Regions from separate parts of the Manis pentadactyla genome. Here region 2 is linked to region 1. A link is a contact called in public Hi-C data. All regions are on one chromosome and are shown on one strand. Each heading gives the region's core, a stretch centred on a gene start, on an enhancer-like site or on the middle of the called end of the contact. The rest is flanking DNA. Distances are from core to core; before and after follow the strand shown.

What was found. Hi-C and Micro-C count contacts between places; a contact is called where the count stands out from the background.
Region 2: a contact with region 1 is called in a Hi-C map of skin fibroblasts, with 4 times the contacts expected there. The contact joins the promoter of FAM149A here to the promoter of CCDC110 in region 1. A contact is called at or near these places in 2 of 3 Hi-C or Micro-C datasets (fibroblasts and skin fibroblasts).

The regions. Positions count from the first base shown.
Region 1 is chr7:10,746,156-10,752,540 of mManPen7.hap1, reverse strand. It overlaps CCDC110 (coiled-coil domain containing 110), which reads left to right and starts at 2,831. Exons shown (of 6, transcript XM_057505028.1): 1 at 2,831-3,116; 2 at 3,163-3,297; 3 at 3,982-4,037; 4 at 4,317-4,382; 5 at 5,607-5,717. The coding sequence starts at 2,831.
Region 2 is chr7:11,170,053-11,176,324 of mManPen7.hap1, reverse strand. FAM149A (family with sequence similarity 149 member A) reads right to left here and starts at 4,592. Exons shown (of 14, transcript XM_036894137.2): 1 at 3,748-4,592. The coding sequence starts at 4,268.

The sequences.
Region 1 (6,385 bases), core at 1,582-4,081:
TCCCACTTAGTCACTGACTCTTTCTTCTCAGCCTGCAAGCAAGCTCAAGTACTCTACACCATCCTAAAATAATCTGTTTCCCTAACACCTATTCCTTCTCAAGTGCCTCAGTATTTCTCTATCCCTTTTCCTTTTAGCACATCAAACTTTTTAGAGTTAGACTAATCCACGTTCTCAGTACCCCCACCTTACTACTGTTGATGAGTCCTCTTTAAGGTAGCAATCAATCTCCTGAGAGTCAACACCAGTGGCTGTCCTGAAGTTGGGGGGTTCACTCTCCTATACAGATGAAATCAGGTTCAAATTAACACTAAAGGAAACTTAAAGAAGGCTGAATGCAGCAGTGTTTACGTTCAGATCAAGCCTTTGAGTGTCAAAGGCCCACTGTCCCCCCAAGACTTCCTAAGTCTCCAGCATGCAGGTCCCCTCTCTGATCAGAACACTCGCCTTAGGACAACTGCCCAAATTTGTTATATCCTAGGAGCAGTCTGATCACTTTTTCTCACTACTCTAGACCTCAGCTACGATTAATGATAGCCTTGCTACCTCAGGTTTAAAAAAAGACCTGAAGCTAAAAACCCGCAAGTATTTTAGCCTGGCAATAAATGGCTAAGAATAGATTTGCCTAGCTTGTTTTTGTGCAGTGCTCTTGAGTTTGTTCCAAATTCTTGAATCTGCAGCTGTTAGTCAACAGGTGGAAGTGATTCTCTAAAAGGAGCTATTTGAAGATTTTGAAATACTGTGGCTCACAGATATTTTTTAACTGACAGTACAGATTTTAGTTCTATCCGTTAGCAATGAACTTCACAATAAAAAAAATAGACATTTTCAGGACAGTTGTTGGGCTGACTGACTTGTGTGCCCAGAGAAAGCATATCTCCTGACAGAATACCTACCAGAGCCCACTACCTACCCGAGATGAGACCAAATTAAAAAGAAGTTGTCTCACACAATGAGAAAGTATAGGTGTGATACCATATCAGGAAATAGGAACTTTTACCTCTAGTATTAATTATATGTATACCTTCTCTAAACTTTCAAATTTAGATGAAATATTGTCCTGAACACTTTAAAATAAACTGATTTGGGAAGCGAGGGCTTCAGAATCAGAAAGCCTAGCACTGATCAGTTAGTCTTTGAAAAGTTCCTATAAACCTTCCCATGCAAACCTGGAAAATAACTTTTTTCATAAAATTCCACAATCAATACCAGTAAGTATAAACAAGAATATTTCTCCAAAAGCATAATTGGGGGGGGGGCAATAATTACACCAAGAAAGGAAGAAATTTAACATCCCCCCAGAATGTTTGGATTCTAAACTTTGTTCACCAATTTCAAATGGGATAAGGAAGTATTTCAGGTCACAGGAGGAGCAGGGACAGGAACAGGCAGGCCTGGGCAAGTGTAATGAATATTTTTGCCAGATTTTTCAGAACATCCATGAACCTTCATTTCTCTGCATTGAAAATCTGAGTGCAGTAAAAGATGCTGCATATTCAGTAGCAGCCACAGAGCCCACCAGCATCTCAGAGGACCAGGACTGTCCTGCTCTTGTGTCAGGAGAATGGGGTTCTCCCCGTTGTAGAAGTCCCAAGGAAAGTTCCTTATGCTATCCCTTGTATCTAATTCTAATCTGTGTTCTGGTAGACAAATAATCACTTTATTTCACTATAGTAATTATTTATTTGTTTTGAAAATGTCATTAGTATAAAAATTAACTTACCATAATGTACTTAGCTTTTCATTTATCAGTCTCCCTTCAAAATACTGACATTTACGTAGAGTAGTATTTTAACACATTGCTGAAAACTTCTGTAGCTCTCTGGAGAAAGTTAACTTTGTGGATATCAATCATCAATGGAGAACCTAAGTTCTCAGAGACACGGTTTATTGAAATTGTCTAACAATGCAACAAGAAATGGTCTTCTGGAGACCATTTCTATAGGAAACAGGAAAGTAAAAAAAAAAAAAAAATTGAGACTATCATAGTTTCATTTCCATGAAAGCAAGCCATATAATTATTATATAATTATTTATGTAATCATGCCTTTAAATTCCTTAGTGTGACTGAAGATTTGAGTTTTCCATTATTTTACATTCTATAGTTGTTACTGCAAAATAAATATGATCATTTAAAACTGTTAGCTAAAGAGAACCTTTTTCTGATCTGCACAAGGATTGACTGTGGCCCTGTCAACGAGTCCTTTGTTGAATGAGCTCCAGCTTCCAAGACAAAAACCCAGCTTTTACAAGTGGCTTGCCCAGGTACTCAGGAAATTAGCATGCTTTTGCAAATGAAGACCAGTGCCTCTGGGACAGCTTTAATGTGATTTTAATACATTATCATTTTAAGTTTATTATCGGAAATAGGGTCTTCTGTTAACCACAGCAAACAAAAGTCCTTTCACAACATTGTTTGGGGCCTTTCAAATCCCCAAAAGCTGAAACTACTCTGATGGGTGGGTTGAAATAAGAGGAATGAAACAATGAAACAGTGATTAGAAAAAGGGAAAAAGTTCCTAGGTTTCTACGTCTCCAAACACTCCCCTTCCTCCACACAGTTTTGGTCCAACTGGTGCTGTTTTCAGACTATGGTCAAGATCAAGTTGTGCACAACACGGGGGCACCCTAGTGAGACTGTCCCCAGGTTTGGGAGGGCACAGCAAAGGGCAGGACCTTCCAAGCGTGGCTCCGTGAACGAGCGTCCGGACCCCACCCAACGCGTTCCTTCCCCTTCCCCCACCCAAGGGCCCACCTGGCCTCACTCGTGTTGTCCAGGCCTCCCCGTTACTAGGCAACGAGCTGCCCCGGTGCGAAGCCCCTGAGCGGAATGCATCGGGGAAGGCGGATGAGCCCGGGTAAGAGCCGCCCGGGGGCCTGTCCCTTGAGGGGCTGCTGCGGGAACTGGACGGGTAACGGAGGGCCCCGCTGCCTTCCCCGCCCCGGCCCTTTCACCCCAAGACGGGTCAGTCTGGAGCGCGGGATCTTCTTCACTAGCCACACACCCCGACCCACCCCGAGGAGAAAAGCAGCGCCACCACCCCATGCCCGGCTGTGGCTCCAGCCTCGGCGCCTCCCGATCCCGGCGCCGCTGCGTGGTCCCAGCGCGCCCTCCGGTGGCCGCTTGAGGCGAATCCCCACGCCTCGCCTCTCTACTCCCAGCAAAACCAAAAGTCACCTACGGTTCTGCTACAGAAAAGCACCACGGGCAAGATGAAATTGACTGCGTTCTCCTTTCAGCGTCCAAGACCCTAAATTCCTCTGAGAGAGTAAAGGGAAGTGGTGACAGTGAAACAGGTAAAACCTCCAAGACCAAGGCTCCGATGCCAGTGATGCTTCAGCGTTGTTAACACAGCAACGGGTACCTTGCCTACCTCACTGGTCCAAGGGGTGTACTTCCAGTAACTATTATTACAGTACTAATAATGGCTTACAGGGCACATTCACGTTGTGCCAGATAGTCTTCTAAGCACCTAACTGTATCAGATCATTTAGGCCTCACACAATCCTATGAAGTAGGCACTACCATTATCACCATTTTGCAAGAGAGGAAACTGAGGGCACAGAAAGGTTAAGTTCCCAAGGTTACACAGGTAGCAAATGACAGAGCCAGTATTCAGCAGGGTGGCCCCGGAGTCCAGGCCTTAACTACCAGGCCATTATATACTGTCTCTCTGAATGCCAAATAGGAACTGTTGGGTATTTTGGACAATGAAAAGATACATATTTTTTCCAAAAGAAGGTACTCTTTACAGTAAGTATTTGTGGATCATAGGACATTAAATGGGGAGGATGTTTCAAATAACCAAATATTATCTATGACTTATCATGTGACTAGCATTGGGTTTTTCCTAATGTGAAAATCAAAATTCTCATTATCTGTCTCACTTTCCGAGAAAGTTAAGAGACTGCCTTCTATTACAGTTGTTTAAAAATAAAACTTAAGAATTAAATTACATGGTTTTCAATTTTGCTTTTTAGAACATGGCTACACATCAGAATCAGAAAATCGAATCCAACCACAATCAGCATTGAAAGTGAGTATATCTCAATTTTGTTTTCTCCAAAAACTGTGTAAAGGCTGACCTTCAGAATAAATGCCTCCTAAATGCATTAGGGTTTTCCACAAAAATCTTCATGAAAATGCACTGGAGGGTTAGCAAGAATGACTAATAATGTGAGTCACCTGACCCTCATGTGATCCCTTCTGGTAACAGGCAACTTGTGGGGTTATAAACAAAAAATCATGACAATTCAAGTACATGTTCACCCACCTAAAAATAATCAGTTTTATGCCCTGTTTAATTTTATTACAGGCCCTTCAGCATCAACTGGAATCATTTCAGGCTCTCCGAATACAGACTTTGCAGAATGTCAGCATGGTATGTGCCTTTTAATCTCTATACAGAAAATACCCAAACTTACCATCCCACATTTCTAAGTGGATAATCACTAGCCAACTGATTAGTTGATATAATGCAATGGAAGCCAGAACATATCCTAGGCTCAAATTTGTTTGGAGGAAACCACACTGTTATAGTTGTATTTACATATGAGCCAAAAAGAAATAGCACTCACTGATTTTTTTAAAACATGTTTGTTTAAAGTACTGCCTATATATAGTCTGAAAATAGGGACTTTCATTGTAAGTGATATAAAATCTAACTCAAACTGACTTTTGGAAAAAGTGCACTTTATTAGCTCAGGTAACTGAAAATTGTAGGGGTAAATCACTTGGGGATGGCTTAATCCAGATGACCAGGACTTACGCCATCAGGAACCAGCCTTAGCTTCCCTTGGCTCTGCTTCCCACAATAATGGATTCTCAGGCTCCATGTGGTAGGAAAGGGCTGCTAGAAGCTCCAGCCCTTAATCCTTCAATATTACAGTCAGCAAAGAAGAGACCATGCTTTTCTCTCCTAATAGTTTATACTAAGCTTCTCAGCCTGACTCTAGGTACCCAAGATTGGGTCATATGCAATCCTTGAATCAGTCACTGTTCAAAGTGGGCAATGTTCTGACTGAGTAGCTCTCAGTCACATGCCCACTGCTGGAGCTAGAAATGGGATCAGTGTATCACCAAAGGCACAAGGACTTTATTCAGAAGAAATAAAAGGTAGTGTTAACAGAAGGATAGGGTATGGATGTTGGTAGTGGCTAACACAGCACTTATTCCCTAAAGCCTCTGACATAAGCTTCACCCTAATATTCTTGTAGTAAAAGCAACTGCAGGGAAATAGGAAAGAAGATAAAATCTTCCTGAGGGTGACAGAATAGATTCCATTCTGATGACAGAAATCAAAGGTCTCTGATTTATTCAACAATGTAAAAATCAAATATCCAAAATTATTTGAATATAGTTCATAAAGGTATATTGTTTTACTAAATTGTTTCTGATTTTATAAACATATAATAAAGGCACACTCTTCTTCACGATTCTTCTAATGATAGAGATTATAATTAATTTATATTCTATATGACAGGAAAGAATGTTTATGTGGAGGAAATTTAAAGGTATCTTTCAATTACAATACCTATTATTCCTGTATATTCATAAGTTTATAAATCTGAAATCAAATTCTAACATTCTCATTTATCTTTTAAAGGTACAGTCTGAAATCAGCAAAATATTGAACAAAAGCATTATTGAAGTAGAAAACCCACAATTTAGTTCAGAAAAAAATCTAGTATTCAACACACACCTTGAGAAGGCTTTGGTATGTTATTGTGTACAAAATCTTTCTGTATTTAGGTACTTCAAAAAAGTTACTATAACCAGTTTATCTTCACCTTTATATTCTCACCTTCCTCACAGGATGAAGGGACTAACAGAGATGAAAATAAGGAAATTCCTGTCCTGAAAACCCTGAAAAACGTGAGTTTACCTCTATTCTTCTGCAACTTTCCCATGTGTCTTAGGGGAGTTTGTGAGGGTCAATTGGTTATTTCAGATACCTAAAGATTTCCAAGTAAATTGAAATATAAGGCAGTTTTTAAACCCTATCTGTCCACTTCATGAGTTTTTCTACTTTTAGTATTGACTAGGCTTGGGGTGAACTCCCTAGAACAGGTCCAAACCAGAGTCACTCTATACTGATTAGAACCCTCAGTTCCAGGGTAGTCACAACCCTAGAATCATCTGAAACTAGGAATACAAGCTAAGGTTGACAGCCCAGACTTGGGAATTTTCCAGAAGTAGAAATTCATTTTCCTTAAACTGGCCCACCTGACCTATTGCTTCTATCTTTCCCACATATCTATGATGGTCTCTTAAGGGATGCTAAATTTCTATTTGTGAAATTGAGAGGTTGGACCATGTATCTCACCCCCTAAGGCAATAAGTGCAATTTCTAAGCAAACTGTGAAGACCAGAGTTACAGAGCTC
Region 2 (6,272 bases), core at 3,343-5,842, 420 kb before region 1:
TCGCAAGTAAGAGTCGTGTGACGACTGTCTGCTGAGCTCACCATTTATCCCTGTGGAAACGCAAAGTCCCAGCAGGCAGCTTACTAACCTGGGGAAAACTCCAAGACGACCAAACAAAAAGGCCCAAGGCGACAAGTATCCTTAAAGAAAGACATTGAAATTGCCTCTAGATTTTTATGAGATTAAGAACCCAGGAAAGTGGATTATATGGGGAAGAAAATATTTTCATTCATTCATTCGATAAATTGGACTAAATGCCTGCGGTGGGCACACGTTGCCTTAAATGTTACAGGACAAAGAGTTTAGAGTCTAAAAAGGATGTAAGATGTGAACATAAATCCCAGGATAACGAGGTAGGTGTAGGCAAGCGCCAGACAAAGCATGTACTATGTGTGATACTATTGATAATTCTGCATTGTCTCTGAGAATTAAAACTTAAAAGTTCGATCCTAGGGTGGCAAACACATTTCTTCAAGGTACTATATGGCAATCGGTGGTAATACTAATTATGGTACCCTTTATCTTCTGCAAGTTGTGCAGGGGAAATGATGACAGACTACAGTGTACTATGACCTGGGCTCCCAAATAACTGAAGTGAAAGATGTCATTTATTACATCCTATGAGGAAGAGCAATGAATTATTTTTTCCTGTCACTCTTCTCTTCACCTGGAATGTATCCTTTAATGAAACATGCTTTCAAGTCTCATTTCTGTGCCAAGAATCAGACAGTAACCATAGATAACATGTGAAAAGCACTTTCCTATGTGTTCAGCACTTAAAATATTATTTCAATTAATTTTTGGACCATCCCTATGACTAAAGTGTTATTTCATCGGCATTTTGTCAAAGCGGAAAACCTACAGTTTGCAAGACTGGCAAACGTGCCCAGAATGACGGAGCTAGCAAATGGGTTGAGACTGGAATCCAGCTCACCTGACTCCTGGCTCCGTAGGCAGCGCCCCAACAGCACCCTGCCTCAGCAACGGATGACTGAGTTGGTAGGTAAGTCCCTGCATTCATTGTATTGCCAGCCAAGAGAACAAGCCTAACAGTTCCTGCAATATTTCCACACTAGAGTGACTAACAGTGGAACTTGATCCCTCAAAAAAGCAGTAATTCCATGCCAATTGCTGTAATTTATGAAACATATAAATACTTCCTGACCACATGAAGTTTACAATCTACCAACATTCATATATAGTAGTTTTCTATCCACCTGTCTCATGCACTGTTAGAAGTCCTTAATTTCCAGAACAAACAGAGAGTAAGACTTTTTGCAAGGTGATAATCGTATAGTTCAAAGCAGAGTGCAAACAGGAGGCAGTGCAGAGGGTGGGGCGAGCCTGGGAAGCAGTGCAAACGAGGCACAAAGAACAAATGCAATGCACTGGGGCGTGCAGGCCAGATGGAAAGTGCTGGATCACCCATCTGGGGTGCAAGAGAGGGAGGTAACGATGAGAAGCAATATCCTCCACTTCTGGTTCAGATGGGCCACGAGTGAGCCCTGGGGAATGAGAAGGGCGTGGGTCAGAGATCAAAACTCACGCTGCTGTGTAGCACCTTAGTGGGGGCAAAAGGCTCTGGAATGAAAGAAAGTTTACAAATTCCTCATCCAAACTGATTTTGCTACAAAGTTTTAACAAAGGCCAAGTACAGAATCAGAATGTAAAATGCAAGGGTTTTCTTTAAAAAACAAACTGTGAACTAGGATTTTCCTTTGCAACTGAATGCAATGGTCTTAAAATTAGTGGAATGTTTCTCAAGGGTTTACATTCTTTTCACTATCTTTTTCAACTTATTCCTGCTTTAACCACCACCCACTCTCCACATTCCTGGGCCGTAGAAAAACACTTGATTTTATTATTAACCGAGCAGGCTAATAATTAGTAGCAGCAATCTGCAAACTGGTAGGTGAGGTGGCAGTTGTATACTTTAAATGCACTGTTGAATAAAGTTTGTTTATTCAAGGTTACAGTCACCCCAGAAATCCAGGAGGGAAAAAAATCCAAGTCTGGGTGCAAAAGCTTTGTAGTATTGGAGGACAACCACCTTAATTCTTTCTTCCTTTTCCCCTTCTCATTTCGTAAATAAACTTTATGACTAAAAAAGGACTGAGGTATGAAAGGAATAGACTGTGAACATTTGTGCATCTAAAAAAGAAACTTGGTGTAAGAGTGCGAACATAGATAATCAGAAAGATATATGAATGCACGTATCTGCATATGATTTCTCACAGCAATTACGTAAAGTTCAATGTCTGCACTTACAGTACAATTGGATACATTTTGCTAATGTGGAATAATCACTTCTCTTAATCATGCCAGATACAGTGTTATTCAAAAAGTATCTACTGAACATGCTTGGACAATACGAACATGGACTAAGATGCTCGCGAACTGAAACCAAGACCAGTTCTTTCAGTGGCCACACTGAAGGTCTCCGGGCCCGTATGTAAACAGCAGCAGGACCTGTGTGCTGTGAGCATGCACCTTGCAGGACAGAACCCTTTTGAATAAATCCGTTCTCTTTCAGGTAATATCACAAAAATGCTGCCCTCTTTCCTCCCTCACTCAGGCCTGCTGTCCTGGAGACTGCTGTCCATTCCTGCCCTTAGCCATTTTCATTTTACATTATGTTTTAAATGAAAAGGAACAACTTAATCTTATTTAACTGCTTGCTTTAGAACTGAGATGAATGTCATCCAGTTTTGTGAAAATGAAGTTATTTACATTATGAATGAGTTCGAATCACTCTTAATGCAAAAAGGTCTCCAGCCCATTTTTTTTGAGGGGCGGGCAGAGGGTGGAGCAGACCTGAGGCTGTTCTTCCCTCACTGGGTTCTCATACGGAGATCACCCCCCAGCGGGCCCTTCCGGTCTGTGTGTGACCAGTTCACTGTTCTCTTGTAGGAGGCAGAAGGCTAAACCTCTCCGTACCCATTTAGGTATAGCTACAGGTCTGCCTATCAAAAAGTAAAATTCACCTTAACTCTAAAACACGTATTGTGTAAGAGGACTGTTTACATCACTGCTCCTAGTGCTGAAGGGACAGTGAGTGTGTGTGTGAAGGTTCCTGCAGTTCCCGGGGAAATGGATCCCATAAAGTCAGCGGATGAATCTGGAGGACCTCAGGTCCCTGTAGCAAGGACTCAGGGGCTCCAGGGTTTATGATCAGGCTGTGTCCCGAGCGGGCACAAATTCCACTTGTGTCAGATGATGTTATGCGCATGTAAATTAACTAGATGTCGCACAGAGAAAACTCATCCCTCTTGGGATAAGAATTGGGGTCGATCGTTACAACACTGGGAGGCCGAGTGTCTCACCATTTCTTAAAATCCTAGGTGCTAACGTGTGCATTCGGCTACCCTGCACATCCACTATATTCCGCATCAGGGAAAGGGATGGTCAGAGGCCTTAAGAAAACCAGACTACCAAACGATCTAAGTGCCCGCGCTACGGCTAGAAGAGCAAACTTCTGCCCTCCTTTCCTTCCAGACCTGCTTCATCCCCGCTCCTGCCATGCCGGAAAACAGCAGAGGGTTATCTGCTGTTTGACAAAGTTGAGCAAAATCAAGTCACAGCGTCTGTCTGAAAAGCACACAAAGCCAGGGACGAAGGACCCTGGAAAAGTGCAAGCAGGGTGCCCTGGGGAGCTGGCGGAAAGTGCCGCAGCGCAGGCAAGAGGGGTGTGGTGGGCGGCGGGGGCGCGACCCGACCCCGGCCCGGCGCGGCCCTGCGGCTACTCACGCTGCTCCGCCGTCCTCGGGGTCGCTGTCCGAGGCCCACTCCTCGCCGATGTCCGGCAGGGGGAAGAGCAGCGTCCTGGGGGCAGGCCCGGGAGGCATCCGGGCGCGGGGCTCCCGCTCTCCGGGGCCGGGCTGGCGGGGCCGCGGGCTCGCGGCTGCACCGCCGCCGCCCGCGGGGGCCCCCATGGACGGCAGCGTGGCCCACGCCCTCGGGCTACCGGGCAGCGACAGGGGCGCCCCTGCGGCCGCGGCCGCGCGGCCTGCGACCGAGCCCCCGGGGCAGGGGGCGGAGGGCGGAGGGCGGCGCGGGCCGGGCGCCCCCCGCGGGGCGGGCGGGAAGTCGGGCGCCAGCGCCGGGAGGAGGGCCGCGGCCGCGCGAGGCGAGGTGCCCGCCGGGCCTGCGGAGCCAGCGCCCCCCGAGCGGGCGGAGGCGGCGGCCGGCGAGGGGCCTGCCGGGGACGCCGTCGAGGTCTTGAAGATTTTGGCAAAGAGAGCCCCGAGGTCCGGCACGGCCCCCTTCATGCTCCAGCCCGGGAAACGCCGTCCCCGCCGCTGCCGGCGCCTCCCGACCGCGGCGAGCCGGGCTGCGGGGCTCCATGCGCCGCCCGCAGGGACCCGGACGGGGCGACCGGGGCGGGGCCTGGGGTCCGCGGGTCTCTGGCGTCTCCACGCGCAGGCGCCCCGCCGGGCCGGCCTCCCGGACGCCCCGGGCCTCCGTGCGGCGCGACCCCGAGGGCCTGCGGGCCGGCGCCCACGCCGCTGCCGGGCCGCCGCGGGCGGAGGGTGGGGACTAGGTCCCCGCCCGCGGGAGCCTCCCCGACGGCCCCCGGGAGCGCGCGGGCGTTGCTAAGCCAAACAGAGAGCCGGCTAAGCTCCCTGCTAATTGGGCCTCGGACTGCGGCTGGGGCTGCGTCCGCGGTCGGTGCCCGGGCTCCCCTCCTAGACCGGTGCCTTAAAGGAACACTCTCCAGTTTCTCCATTGCCCTCAGAGCCTCACCAGATTTGCAAAGCTCTGGGCTGAGGAGGGTAAGGAAGTGGAACATAGACCCGGGGAAGAGAACCCTGCTTCCAAACATTCTGGAACTTACCAAGTCTGGCAAGACCAAATATGCCAGGGTCAGGGAGATGGCTAGCTCTCTGATACGAGGGAAGGTTAATCAGAACCTATATTCAGGTGAGAAGACTTGAAACAGCCTTGCCCGCTCCTCCCACCTGGGGCCAGGCTCCAAGTGTGTCCATTCGGGGCAGGGAAAGGAGATGAGTCTGGTAAAGAGGAAATTACCCAACATTCTTGACTATATGCATTAGTCTTTTTCAAGGTATTGAACTGGATTCTCAGCCACAGTAAATTCTACAGGAATACCAAGCCTCGCATGTTCTTGTAGACGGCTAACCAATCTGCTCCTTAGGATACCCACATCCTGCCATGACCCCTCCTCTGCATCCAAGTACTGCAGACAAACATGTGCAGGGCACCATTCCGCTTCAAGATTGTGCGAACACTGAGATGTACAGAAAGGAGATGTTCTCTTCCCCGCCCCCGTCCACCTTTGGACGAGGGAAAGGCATGCAGCTGGCCGCACGGAAAGCACCTGCACACAGTGAAGAATCAAAATGAGCAGAAGAGGGAGTAACAGACCCATCTGAGCAGCGATGGGAACTAGAGGCAGAGGTCTTACCGGCAAATCAGGGAAGCTGCGTCAGCTATGGCATCACGCAAGGACACCAGAAGCAGGCTGGTGTTGGGCCTTTCACATACTCTCTTTGCTCCTTCTCGTCAGGTAGCCTCAGAGGTGCGCGAGTCCCATCAGAACAGTGCACCATTTTCATTCAGCACTCCTGCTGGATGGCAAAGCTGTTTCCTAGAAATCGATCTGTTTGTCTCTTTCATAAGGATGTTGATTCTGATTCATAAAACAATTAAATCCTCAGTACAAGTAGAGATCATTTCTAGAGTATGCACTCTCAGTGTTGAAGCTGCTATTCATCTGACTGAGTCTGAATATACAGAATCTAATTTGAAAGGACAGGCCAAAGGAGGGCCATTGCCAAGAGAAGCCTGATTCAACTCACCCAGGCCCCTGGAAGCAGCACTTGTTTGCTGCCACTTCTCAGGGTTCTTGACTTTACAGGCTTGGAAATGTGATCGGCCCAGGAACCTCACTGGTCTCTTAGGATGGAGACCTACTAACCTGACCCATAAAAGTCTGATGTATAAGCCCCCCAATGCAAATGCGTGAACTCATAATTGCCCACCGGCAGAGTTGTCCTCTGCTCTTTCTCTATGAGAGGAATTTCTGTTAAGACCAAATTGTTCAAAGATTGTTAGGTGAGCATAGAATCAAAGCAGGGGAGCGAGTAATATATATAAATATTGCACATATAGGGGACAGTAACCTGAAGAACCAGTCTTTCTTGGAAAACCCTACATGAATAGTGGGGTATTGACTCACCTGTCTTCAGCTCTCTAACTTAAGATATTTCTATGATTCCATTAATCATAGAAATATCTAAAGTTAGAGATAT